2 separate regions of the Mus musculus genome follow, and region 2 is linked to region 1. The links are chromatin contacts, called in public Hi-C maps. All regions are on one chromosome and are shown on one strand. The core of a region is the stretch at or near the end of the contact, and the rest is flanking DNA. Distances in the headings are between cores, read along the strand shown.

Region 1 (5,702 bases), core at 2,027-4,526:
ATAGTCCTGGAAATGTACAAGGATATGTACTGACCTGTGTAGAGAGATCACAACCATTCAGTCAATGCACAGTGTACGACATATAAGAAATGCTCACTAAAGGTACCATTTACATACAGGTGTTGTTCATATTGTACATTCACAGAAGAATCAGGTTTTAGTATACAAATAATGTCACTGTCAGGGAATCATCCCCAGCTTTTACATTTTAGCCCTGAGAATCTCAGGGACTTTACCTAAGGCACTAAATCTACCTGTGCTTAGGTTATATTGTCCCCATAAATAGACTCTATACCTGCACTGACAGTGCACTGTATTAATATGATATACTGTGACACAGAAGTATACAGTAGGCACTCAACATACATGTACCTTAAACACCAGCTCACTGCTTATCTTATAAATTATTTCAGTAAATCACTTTGTCCTACAATATAAAAACTTTTCTGAAAACATGGATGGCCTTTGGTTAGTGTCAATAATTTTTTTTAATCAATCACGTCTTCCCCCTTATTTCATTGCAGATATATAGGAGTTGCAAATCAATAATGTAAACCATAAAGATGTCAGATTATTTCCTCTCAGGATGAATAATTCTGATACTTATGTAACCATTAGGTATGACTTCTTTAAAAAACAAAACAAAACACAACAAAACAAAATGCCAATAATGCTCTTAAATGTGATGTTTTCTTCCATTTTTACTTTATTTTTTATTTCTTATTTTATTTATTGACATTTCAAATGTTATCCCCCTTCCCTGTTTCCCCCTGCAAACTTCCTATCCCACCCCCCTCACCCCTGCTTCTAGAACCTGCTGAGACCAGATCCAGAGGTTAGACATGGCCCCTGGTTGAGAGATGGGGCCACTCACCCATCTCAAAAATATTAACCCAGAATTACTCCTGTCTAAAGGAAATACAGGGGCAAAGAGTGGAGCAGAGACTGAAGGAACGGCCATCCAGACACTGCCCCACCTGAGGATCCATCCCATGTGCAGACACTATTTTTACTTTAATAAAGTATGCTTTTCTTCCTAATCAGTAGTAGGATACTTACTGTCTGCTCACAATCTCTAAAGTTCCTCCTCCTCTTCTCTGCCCCTTCCCCCTCTTCCTTCTCTCTCTCTCCTCCTCCTTGTCTCTCTCCTCTTCCTTCCTCCTCTTATTGCTACTAATTGGCATGGATGATGTTCTAATAGCAATCATCTGGGAGTTCAGGAGTCAACCAAACCTAGTTCCCTTAGTACTCATGAAAGGCTATTCTCTTTTAGTCACTGGTCCTATTCCAGTATTGTTTGCTTCATCGGATGTCTTCATCTTATCCTTTCTGGAGCAGTACTTTGGGAAGTAGGAGAACATGTGAAGGCACTCCCACTTGCAAGCACACATGGATGGGAGACCACCATGGCTCTAACTGGACTATGTAAGGAAGGAATCTCATGAAGTTCTATCTGCTCTTGACACAAAGATAAGGGTTTGGAAGGCTCTGTGCCATTGCTTGCAAACTGCTGCTCCAGCATCTCTTAGCAGCTGCCGGGCACCTGACTTCATGTCCTTCTAACCACAGTCAACCAAGTCCCAGGCTGCACAAGCCTGTTTCCATAGAAATGTGAATACACAGCCAGTGCTTCCTCTTCAAGGCACCTTGTCCCTTTCTTCCCTTTTTTCTAGATGTTTTATGACAGTTGCTTGGATTTCACAACAGGGAGATGTGTCACAGAGTCAGTCATGCAGTTCCCTATGAAGAAATACATTTTCTTCTCTCGTCTAAAATCTTCTTTGAAAAGTGTTTTTTTTTTAAAGGAAAAATTTTCAGATAAACGTCATCTTTATACATTTCTTCTACAAAGGGCATAAGGAAACAGAGGGTCTAATGTTAGTGAGGATGGGAATATGGGTCTGGTTTTATGTTGGCCAGATAGAGGGGGAACTTCTTATGATGCTTTTCAAGATGGCTTCGGTTCTGCATGATCCCCAAAGGTAACTTTGACCTTTCTTGAAGAGAATGGCAGATCTCCCTGGTCTCCAATTATTTCAATAACAGCAAACTCAAAATCTATGTTGTTTTTGGATGTAGAAAAAAGCCTCCTTTGAATAAAAGCCTAAGATGTATTGATTAGCCCTTTGTGTTTGGGGTGCTTGTATCTAGTTCTTTATATGACCAGGTCTGGGTAGGTAGGGTAGGGTAGGGAATAAATAACAAAGGAAATATTATTTGAGTTAAACTGCACAGAATCAGACCTTTAACTATGAAATCATTTGCAGTAAACCAGTGAAGGGAAATGGAGAAGGACAAGAAAGTGGGGGGAAAGCCAAGCAAAGAAAGGGTGCAGGCAAGGTCTGGCAGAGGGTAAATTCATATCAATCTATTTTTTAAGAATCATGTTAACTAAAATATTTTATACAACACATTTTAATTATATTCTTTTCCCTTCCCCAATCCTTCTCATAGGCTCTCTCTTCCCTGTCCACCCCAACATCATGTTCTCTCTCTTTCTCTTTACATGAACTAACAATTGTTGTGTTTGATTGGTCTCTCTTGATGGCTTGGTTCTTTCTGAAGGGAAATGGACGAGGAGTAGATCTGGGGGCAAGGGGAGGTAGGAGGCAGAGCTGAGAGGAGTAGAGGGAGGGGAACTGTAGTTGGAATGTATCCTTTGGGGAGAAGAGTCTGTTTTTAATTCATTAAAAGATACACACACACACACACACACACACACACACACACACACACAGTCCCTGAACAAACAAATAAACAAACAAAACAAACTAAAAAAAAAAACCCAAAAGAAGCAGAAAAAGCAACCTACTAAACCACCTCTACCTCCAACCGTATCAGTAAAAGAAACCCATGGAGTCCATCTTGTGTTGGCCAACTGCTCCTGAGTGTAAGGCCTGGTGAAATGGGATGGAGACAGAAGCACACAGGTGTCCTGGCTCAGTGCAGGTAAGTGCCTGAACTTTACCTGACTGTCAGTTGTTAAAGGTTTCTAGGGTATCACAATTTCTCAGGAAATTTTAGCTCTTTCATGCATGTCAAAGAACATACAACCTAAGGTAAAAGGCATCTATAGAGGTCTGAATTGACCACCAAAGTGGTGCTCCCAAGAGGGATTAGTCATGCAATAGGCACAAGTTAAATGAGCAGACATCCACGTCCTACACATTTATCTAACTCCAAGTGCAATCATACCTCTCCTCACTGTGGGAAACCACTGCTTTAAGTGTTGCAACGGGCTGAGGATTCTATCACTGCAGGCAGCAAGTCGGGACCAAGGAAACAGGAAGCCCAGCTCTCTAAGGAGGAAGAAAGATCAGTGCCTTCTGAAGATCAGGGAACTGTGCAGTCAAATTCAGTTGAATCCTTAGTTTGGCCCTGGGATTCTGTGACTTGGAGAATCTGCTCTGCCTTTTGATGGAATCTTCATCGCTATGAATGGTGCAACTTCATCCACAGAGTTCTAGACAATACCTGTGTGCTTTGCCAGCCACGTCTCCAGATTCTTGGGAACATAGAGAAGAAAAAATGGGATGAGTAGAATTCTCATATCCGTGGAGCTCAGGAGATGCGACGTCAGCACCACATACTGTGATGGCAGAACTTTGCTCTCTTCTCAGGTGCCAGGCTCCGTTTATTCTCTTCATCTTCAACTGTGAACTCTTCATTAGTATTTGTTTCCATTTTCACGGGACTTAAGGACAGACACCAACACTTCCGACTTAGGACAGAAGTGTTCCTTCACGGCTTCTACCAAATGCTGTTGCAGAAACCCCATCACGATGAAAATGAGGACAACATAACATAGAAAGAATTTTCTATGTATAATAAAGGTATTGGGGAGGCACTAGTTACATGCACAAAGCTAAAAGGCTACTTGAAAATCAAAAGGTAAAATTGAGCAGATTTTTTTCAAATGATGCTAATTACTACTTCAAAGAGCTTTTTGAAATAATTTATTTACATTTTTTTTTTGATGTTTGCCTTGTGTGACTCAAATGTTGAGGAGCACAGGCTGCTGAGATTGGGATAGGTGCCCTCAAGTGTCCCCAGTTCCGTGTTCCTTCACAACATCTTGCTGCATTTCCATAATCTCTCTGACTCACAGCCGCCTGCTCCCTACCATGCGATCATTGTTTTGAACCGCACAGATTTCGACGTCAGAACCAGCCACTTCGTGTTTTTTTTTTCCACCAAACAAAATTAACTGACATGCCAAACCAAAGCAACCACAAGGAAAACTCAGCCGTGTGCTTTTGCTGAACTTGGGTGGAGGCGGCTTCCAGGACTAGGACATCAATTAAAGGGACAAGAGCATCCCATTCTCTATGTGACTGTACCTGTCATAGGGCTTTGCTAGCTGGGGACCACTCGGACTGCCTCTTCTTTCCTCATTGAGAATACTTTTAATCTTATCAGTTCTATGGTCACTCCTGGACTTCATAGTTACCGTTTCTTTTCTCAGTCTTAAAGCTAATTTGGAATTTGCTTCTTAGGACCACAAACTTTCTCAGACATCAACCTTATTTACATCTTTGTCTGTGGAATATTACGTTATTTGTGTGTGAGAGTACTTAAGTATGTTAACTCACCATATAGGCAATCACTTATCAGTTCTTTGAACCTTGGCCGCTTACTTAGCATGGTTACCTTGTCTGAAGAAGGCTGTGCCTTAGTTTTTACAGATGCCCAGCTTCTGGTTGTCTTCTTCCTCATTATTCCAGAGACCAGAAAGAAAGATTAAAGTAATTTTTACCTCCCTGTCCTCTAAGAGAACCAAGGTCTTGAAAGACATGCTTGCTCCCCTTTGTCTAGAAGAGAACTGGCTTTGATTTAGGAAACCAAGGCTGGTGGAGACTGACTCTGCTGGGAGTAACTCCCTTTGGGGCTCAGTTCTAGGTGTCAAGGAGGCTTCAGAGCTGGTCTGGCTTCTGCTGACAGCTCTAAGAGCTAACCAGCTTGGTATACAGATCCCATTTTCTCCTGCCCGTCCTCTGCTCTGTTCACTCTGCTTAATAGAATGGCTCTGCCTTCTCCTTAGTGAACTATTTTCAGTCAGTGAATTTCCAGAGCTTGGACTTCACTCTCATTTCCAAGGTTGAGCATGTGATTCCGTCTTTCTGGCCTCAGTTCAGAGGCAAGAGTGGGCATGAAGCCAGATGAAGGAGTCTCAGTTTCTCACACTGGGGAAACCCTACTCATCTTTCAAGACCATGGACTTGACTGCTCCGTAGTCTCTACTCCCACAGAGCATGTGCTACCAGTTCACACAGAACCCAACTCCAAAACAAAACAAAACAAAACAAAACCCCACCAACTCTCTCCTTTTTGTCTGTCTTCTTCTGGGCTGGGGAGTATAGGGACAAAGGTTATTTTTAGCTCACTGTCAGTAGCTCAGAGGGAAACTGCACTATGGTAGGAATTCAGGCAACATTGGCTGACTGAGGGGAGGGGTTGTAGAAGGGGGCTTCTATCTGGACAACGGGGAGGCTCTGATTGAATGCAGGGACAGGGCTCAGGGCCTGGGGTTTGGTGACATGACACTTTGAATCTGATCTCCAAAGAGCCTTATTAAGAAAACAGTAAAGCTGAGAATTGCACCAGTGTCTCCAGCAGACTCCCAAGTCCCCACTAATGACTCCTATTATAGCTTTCCATTGCTTCCTGTTTCCCCAAGAAAGTCTCACATTGTCATCCCGGCC
Region 2 (5,433 bases), core at 1,457-3,956, 270 kb before region 1:
GGCCATACTGTAGTGGATGGAGCTGAGATTTGAATCCAGACCTCTGACACTGATTCAGCTCTCATTATCTATGTATGGCGCTTCCAGGGAAAGATGGCCCCTGGAATGTCTGGCTAACGCTGGTGAGAGCAAAGGTGTCCCTACTCTCTGCCTCTTCCATCTTTTCCCAGCTGGAAGTAAAAGAGTAGAGTTCCCAGACTACTGATGGGCTGGGGGAACTGCCCCAAGTGGGATATCAATTTGGTTAGCCACATGTTCCTCTGTGGCAAGAATGAGGGGAGGCCCTGGGAAGATAGCTATAAACAAGGCAGGACAGATGCAGGTAGAGTCCATGGTAGTGCCGTGTTCTGGGCTCTGATAGACGTAGGCAATGTGGACGACCTCTTTGTCTTCCCTGGACCTCATATATTCTCCCACTTCCAACTGCCTAAGTCTACACTGTCAGTGTTGATGACAGGCTAAGGATTGATAGTCACCAGGAATGGCCCCCAGCTAGTGAGTGACAGCCTAGTGGATTTATACCCAGGGGACTCAGATGCATGCTCTGCCTCAAATCACAGCAAAGCAGACTTCTGGCTGCCCATAGTGGGAAATTTGCTGGTACACTGAACTTGGCCCTTCTCTGTACAGTCTGCCAGGGGGACTGGGGAGGGACTCAGAGATGGACGGCAAACTGCTCTGTGTGTGTGTGTGTGTGTGTGTGTGTGTGTGTGTGTGTGTGTGTGTCTGTCTGTCTGTCTGTCTGTCTGTCTGTCTGTCTGTCTTAAGGCTTCTATTACTGTGATAAAACACCATGATCAAAAGCAACTTGGGGAGGAAGGGGCTTATTTTAGCTTATGGTTCGGCATCACAGTCCATCACTGAAGGAGTCAGGGCAGGATCTCAAACAGAGCAGGGACCTAAAGCTGATGCAGAGGCTATGGGGGGAGTGCTGCCTACTGGCTTGTTCCTCCTGGTGCATTCAGTTTGTTTTCTTATATATCCCAGGACCACCTGCCCAGGGGTAGCACTGCCCAAAATGGGCTGGTCCTCCCACATCAAAGTTCAATCAAGAAAATGCTCTACGACTCACTGTTAATCCTATAGAGGCAGAGTTTCTTAATTCAGATTTCTTCTTCCCAAATGACCCTACCTTGTGTCAAGTCAAAAGTGAAACTAACCATACAAGGTCTGTGAGTCAGAGATGGGGGCAAAATCGACCCTCAAAAGAATCTAAAGTAAGTCCTCAGAGTGCGTGGGAGTCAGCCGGTGGAAGGGGAGACAGGGATGGAGAGCAGAGAGACAGATGCTCAGGGGAAGTTAGTCCGGAGGAACGTGAAGACTCAGTGCATCCAAGTGTGGTGGAGTGGGGTGAAATTGTGAAGCTGAGGCTGACCATAGGAGCTACAGAGGACAATCTGTGCTTCACCTTAGCACCTTGGGCAGACACGGAAGACTCGAGGCTAGGGAAGTTTGTGAAAGATTTAGAAGCCAAGACGGCGTTTGCTGGGTTCAGCTGAGCATGCTCTAGAAGCTCCTTCTGGGCAGGAAGGAAGAGAGTGTGTTGGGCCAGTTCTCCTTCAAGGAACTTCTTCTTGCTACTGGTCTTCCCTCTTAGGAACCCATAAAGTCGGGCACTGTGGGTAATTATAGGCTTAAAGAGGCCCAGGGCTGGGAGTCTGAAGATATGTGGGGAGTGTGCTGTGGACAGGAGCCAGAGTGCTGGCCTAGCTGCAAGTGAGGGAATGGGACACCCAGACACCCAAGGTCCCCATAACGTGTCCCAGAGCAGGTCCATTTACAGGCATCTAAGGATGGAGCTCAATGTTGCCACAAGCCAGTCACCAATACTCTGGTCCTAGTTTTTTTTTCTCAGGGTTTGTTTCTGTGGTTGCTGAGGTAGGTTCTTGGTACAGTGGATGCTTTCTTTTGGAGTTCTTGGTCTCAGTGGGTTCTGCATGGTGAAGAAAGCTATGTTCTTCCAAGGCAGAAGTGCTTCCCAGGCATTTTGAATAGGCTGCCTGGGGTTTCCTTCTTGTCATGTCCTCTACCTTCTTCACTTAAACCCATTTGAGAAAGACAATCCATGTGGCTTGAAAACTTCATGAACAACGGAGACTAGAGCTGGAAAGATTTGTATTTGAATTCTCCTCTTCCCACCCTCTGTATCTCTCCTGGAAAAAGTTCCTTTTGCTCAGGAAGCCTCAGTTTTCTCATCTCTGCAATGGGATGACAACACCCATTGCAGGTTAGTTGGGAGCACCAGACTTAATGGATAGGTGTTAATACGTAACAGCCATGAAGTCAGTATTTTGACTATGCCATTCCTCCTTACCCTTGTTTTAAAGATGTACAAAGACATACAAAGCCTTCCCAGGGCTACTTCCCACACTCCGTTTATGGGATAGATGATCTTAAAGAAGATGGAAACAAGACCCAGACAGACGGAGGGTCTTGTGAAAGCCGCTCTGGCTAATTAAGCTCTGTTTGTAGTTCTTTGGCAAAGCACAATCATTTGTTAGCTCTAATTAAAAGAAACTATAAAAACAACATAGAACCCAACTGAATGTTTGGAAGACAGAGGGTGGGGGATCAACCCTGTCTCATGAGGTTGGCAGCCTAGCAGTGCAGCAAGGACCCAGCTCATCCATGCTGGTCTGGACCACAGTGCCACAGTGCCACAGTGCCCTGTTCCCCATTCCAGATGAACCATTATCCCGTTAATGGTTTCCTGTGATGTCATCAAACTGCCACTGAGTTTTGCTTTCATTTTCCCCCAGCTTAAGGTTCTGGTAGACACCTCTTTATGAACACAGAATATGTCTCCTTTTTTGTTTCATTTGCTTCAGATAAATTCACAGAAGCAGAGTTGGTGGGTCTTGGGGAAAGGAACACTTTTTGTGGTCCATGATACATATTTTCCAATTTACCTTCCATAAAGGCTCTTGTTTACTTTGCTTCTAGCAAAGCTTATCTGTCTAGAAATTTCCACACCACCTTACGAGCCTTGAGTATTACTGTTTGTTGTTTAGCTTGCTACGTAGGTTGTGATTTCTTTTTAATTTAACTCACTTTCCTTTTTGTTAGTTCAAATGTACACATATATCTGTGCATATGTATCTGTGTCACATGTGTTCCAGTGAGTTCACACTCCGATTGGAATAGTATCGGGTATTTTCTGGGTGGTATTGGTAAGGCAAGTCTTTTGTTACAATGTGCAAAAAGTACCATGGCTATGTGTCTGCAAAAGGCATGTGCACTGTCTGCCCTGCCAGACAGTAATAATTGTCGTCCTAAAGCAGGGCTGCCTCCAAAGCTGAAGTAAACAAATGATTTTACAGCACACAATGGGAGTCCAGACTGACCCTGGTGAATGAAGTTGCTAATACGGCTTCCTGGGATGGATGTCAGCCAAGGGCTTCCCCGGGCGGGCAGGCAACTTAACAGTAGGTCCTGGTGACAGCTGTAAATATGGGACAGATAAGCCAAAGGATGAGGCAGGGGCTGGGCCATGGTGTGTGGGTGTCTGCATTGGGATGTGGGTGTGGAGTGAAGCCTAGAGCAGCCACACACCTCAGGGAAGGGGGCTTGGCATGGCTCAGGCAAGAACACTGAGGGCATCTGAGGTGGGGATGTGTGTTGAGAATTTTTCAAACCCCAGCAGAGACCCAGAACACCTCTGGTGGATCTGACACAGTGTCCAAGTGTTGGGAACAGGCAGACCCAGGTTCCCAACTTGGCTTTGGCTGCTGAGATTAGTGGAAGCTGTCCTTGTGGGCTAAAGGTTAGCTGGGAGCCTGGGCATGTTCTGTTCTCTTTTGCTTTGACCTCACTGGCCTCTCCAGGCCGGAATCCTTGTGCCTTTAGTCTGCCCTGTGCGACTCCCTGCTTGTGCTCAGAAGGCCCCTTCGAAGGCCTTTCTGCCTCTTTCCTCTCAGGCTGACCTTGAGGTGAGCTTCTTGAAGGCTGCTCTGATTCCTGGTAACACAGCTCCTGGAACACGCGTGTATCTGTATTCTGGATAAGCAACAAGGAAAATCTGCTGGTGGCCTCTCTTCTTGTGACATTGAAGGTATCAAGGTATCTGTTATTAGAGAATACACCCCTTGCTTGGACTTAAAAAGGGGGCGCCACAGTACTTTCTCATGCTTGAAGTACTATGCTAACCTCTCCTCCTCCTCCTGGAAGCCTTTCTTGACCTCTCCAGCTGGCAAAGGATTGCTTCCTTTGCCTTCCTCCGTGCCACCTTTCTTACAGATCTTACAGCCCTCGCTTGGTTGGTGCTTGGTCTGTTCTCAGGGTAACTCCCTTCCCAGCTACCCAACTCTATGGCCACGTCCGCGTCTTTTTTACCGCACCCTCTTGTGGGATAACCTTACCCCTCGTGCTGGCCTCGGCACTTTGAGGACTCTCAAGGAACATTTGCTGAGCGAGTGAGTGATGAAATCTTGCCTCTGACATCCACAGAGGGCTCCCGATACGGGTTCTCTTGCTTGGCCCAACTTTCCCGTCAAGGCCTGATAGGCATCATACACATTTGAATAATGACACTGGCTGGTGCTCATGGTAAGCCTTGGGGTACCAGCCCTGGTGGACAGTGCTTTACAAGCAGTGCTGAGTGCTATCTTTCCAGCAACACAAGGAAATTGGTATCCCCATCACCCTCATCACACCAGGACAAGTTTGAGGTTTGCTGAGGACAAGCGACTTGCCAAGGTTAAATCGTGAGGAAGGAACAGAGCTGGAATCTGACCCCAGTTCTGTGTACTGCCAATGTTCCTGCCTGGCCACACTGCCCCTCCTCAGGGTATCACATCTCCTGTTTTGCCCTTTGGACCTTGAGTTCTAAGGAGAAGGAACAGTGTCTTATGTGTCCTGGCATCTCCAGGGCCCAGCACAGGGCTGGGTGCAGGTAGGCGGCTATAAATGTTGATGAAAGAGATGGCTGGATGGACAGACTGCTGGTGTCTGCCCCAGCTCTGTTGCAAGTGGGGAGTTCCTGCAGTTCTACAGCACACTGGGGTGGGGGATGGGGGAGGGGTGGGGTTTAACTTGGGGCTGATCTTGTACCCGGGTTGTTCTGGTCATAAAACGCAAGGTGTGTCACCGTGGGGACACAGTGAGCAATGTGCCTGCCTGCCAGTGTATCAGATATGTCTTGCCAAACACAGGCAAAATGAAATGTCCTGGGAAGGCAAACAGCCTCCTCCCTCCTGTGCCAGAGAGCAGGATCATTGTGTTGTACCTACACGCAAGTTCCTCCAGTGTCCCCGCTGATGGCCATGAGAGATAACACGGGCCGTGTGTGTCTCTCTGAGTGACGAGCAGCTGTCCTGGATATGTAGGTGCTGTAGGGTCCCTAACGTGTAGCTGGGTCAGGTTATAATCTATCCAGGGAACAGGCTCTTAGGAGGGGTGAGATCTCCCAGCTCAGGGCTGCAGTGCTTGTGCCCC

What was found. A called contact is a pair of places that touch in the nucleus more often than the background predicts.
Region 2: a Hi-C map of bone marrow-derived macrophages shows a contact between it and region 1, with 24 read pairs. The contact joins two enhancer-like sites. A contact is called at or near these places in 1 of 39 promoter capture datasets (liver), 2 of 484 Hi-C or Micro-C datasets (bone marrow-derived macrophages and embryonic stem cells), 2 of 115 datasets of contacts at active chromatin or transcription factors (bone marrow-derived macrophages and embryonic stem cells) and 1 of 9 other capture datasets (adipose tissue).

What each region holds. Positions count from the first base shown.
Region 1 is chr2:160,066,530-160,072,231 of GRCm38.p6, reverse strand. No RefSeq gene overlaps it. Among named protein-coding and RNA genes, the nearest start is that of 9130015L21Rik, 53 kb to the right of the region's middle. Within about 2 kb of position 3,276, at least 41 of the 459 cell types and tissues checked have an H3K27ac peak or open chromatin away from gene starts, as enhancers often do. A contact at or near this core is called in adipose tissue and bone marrow-derived macrophages, where this site is marked.
Region 2 is chr2:160,332,529-160,337,961 of GRCm38.p6, reverse strand. It overlaps Gm46773 and a transcript of Gm826 not described here. Among named protein-coding and RNA genes, the nearest start is that of Gm826, 7.8 kb to the right of the region's middle. Within about 2 kb of position 2,706, at least 34 of the 459 cell types and tissues checked have an H3K27ac peak or open chromatin away from gene starts, as enhancers often do. A contact at or near this core is called in adipose tissue and bone marrow-derived macrophages, where this site is marked.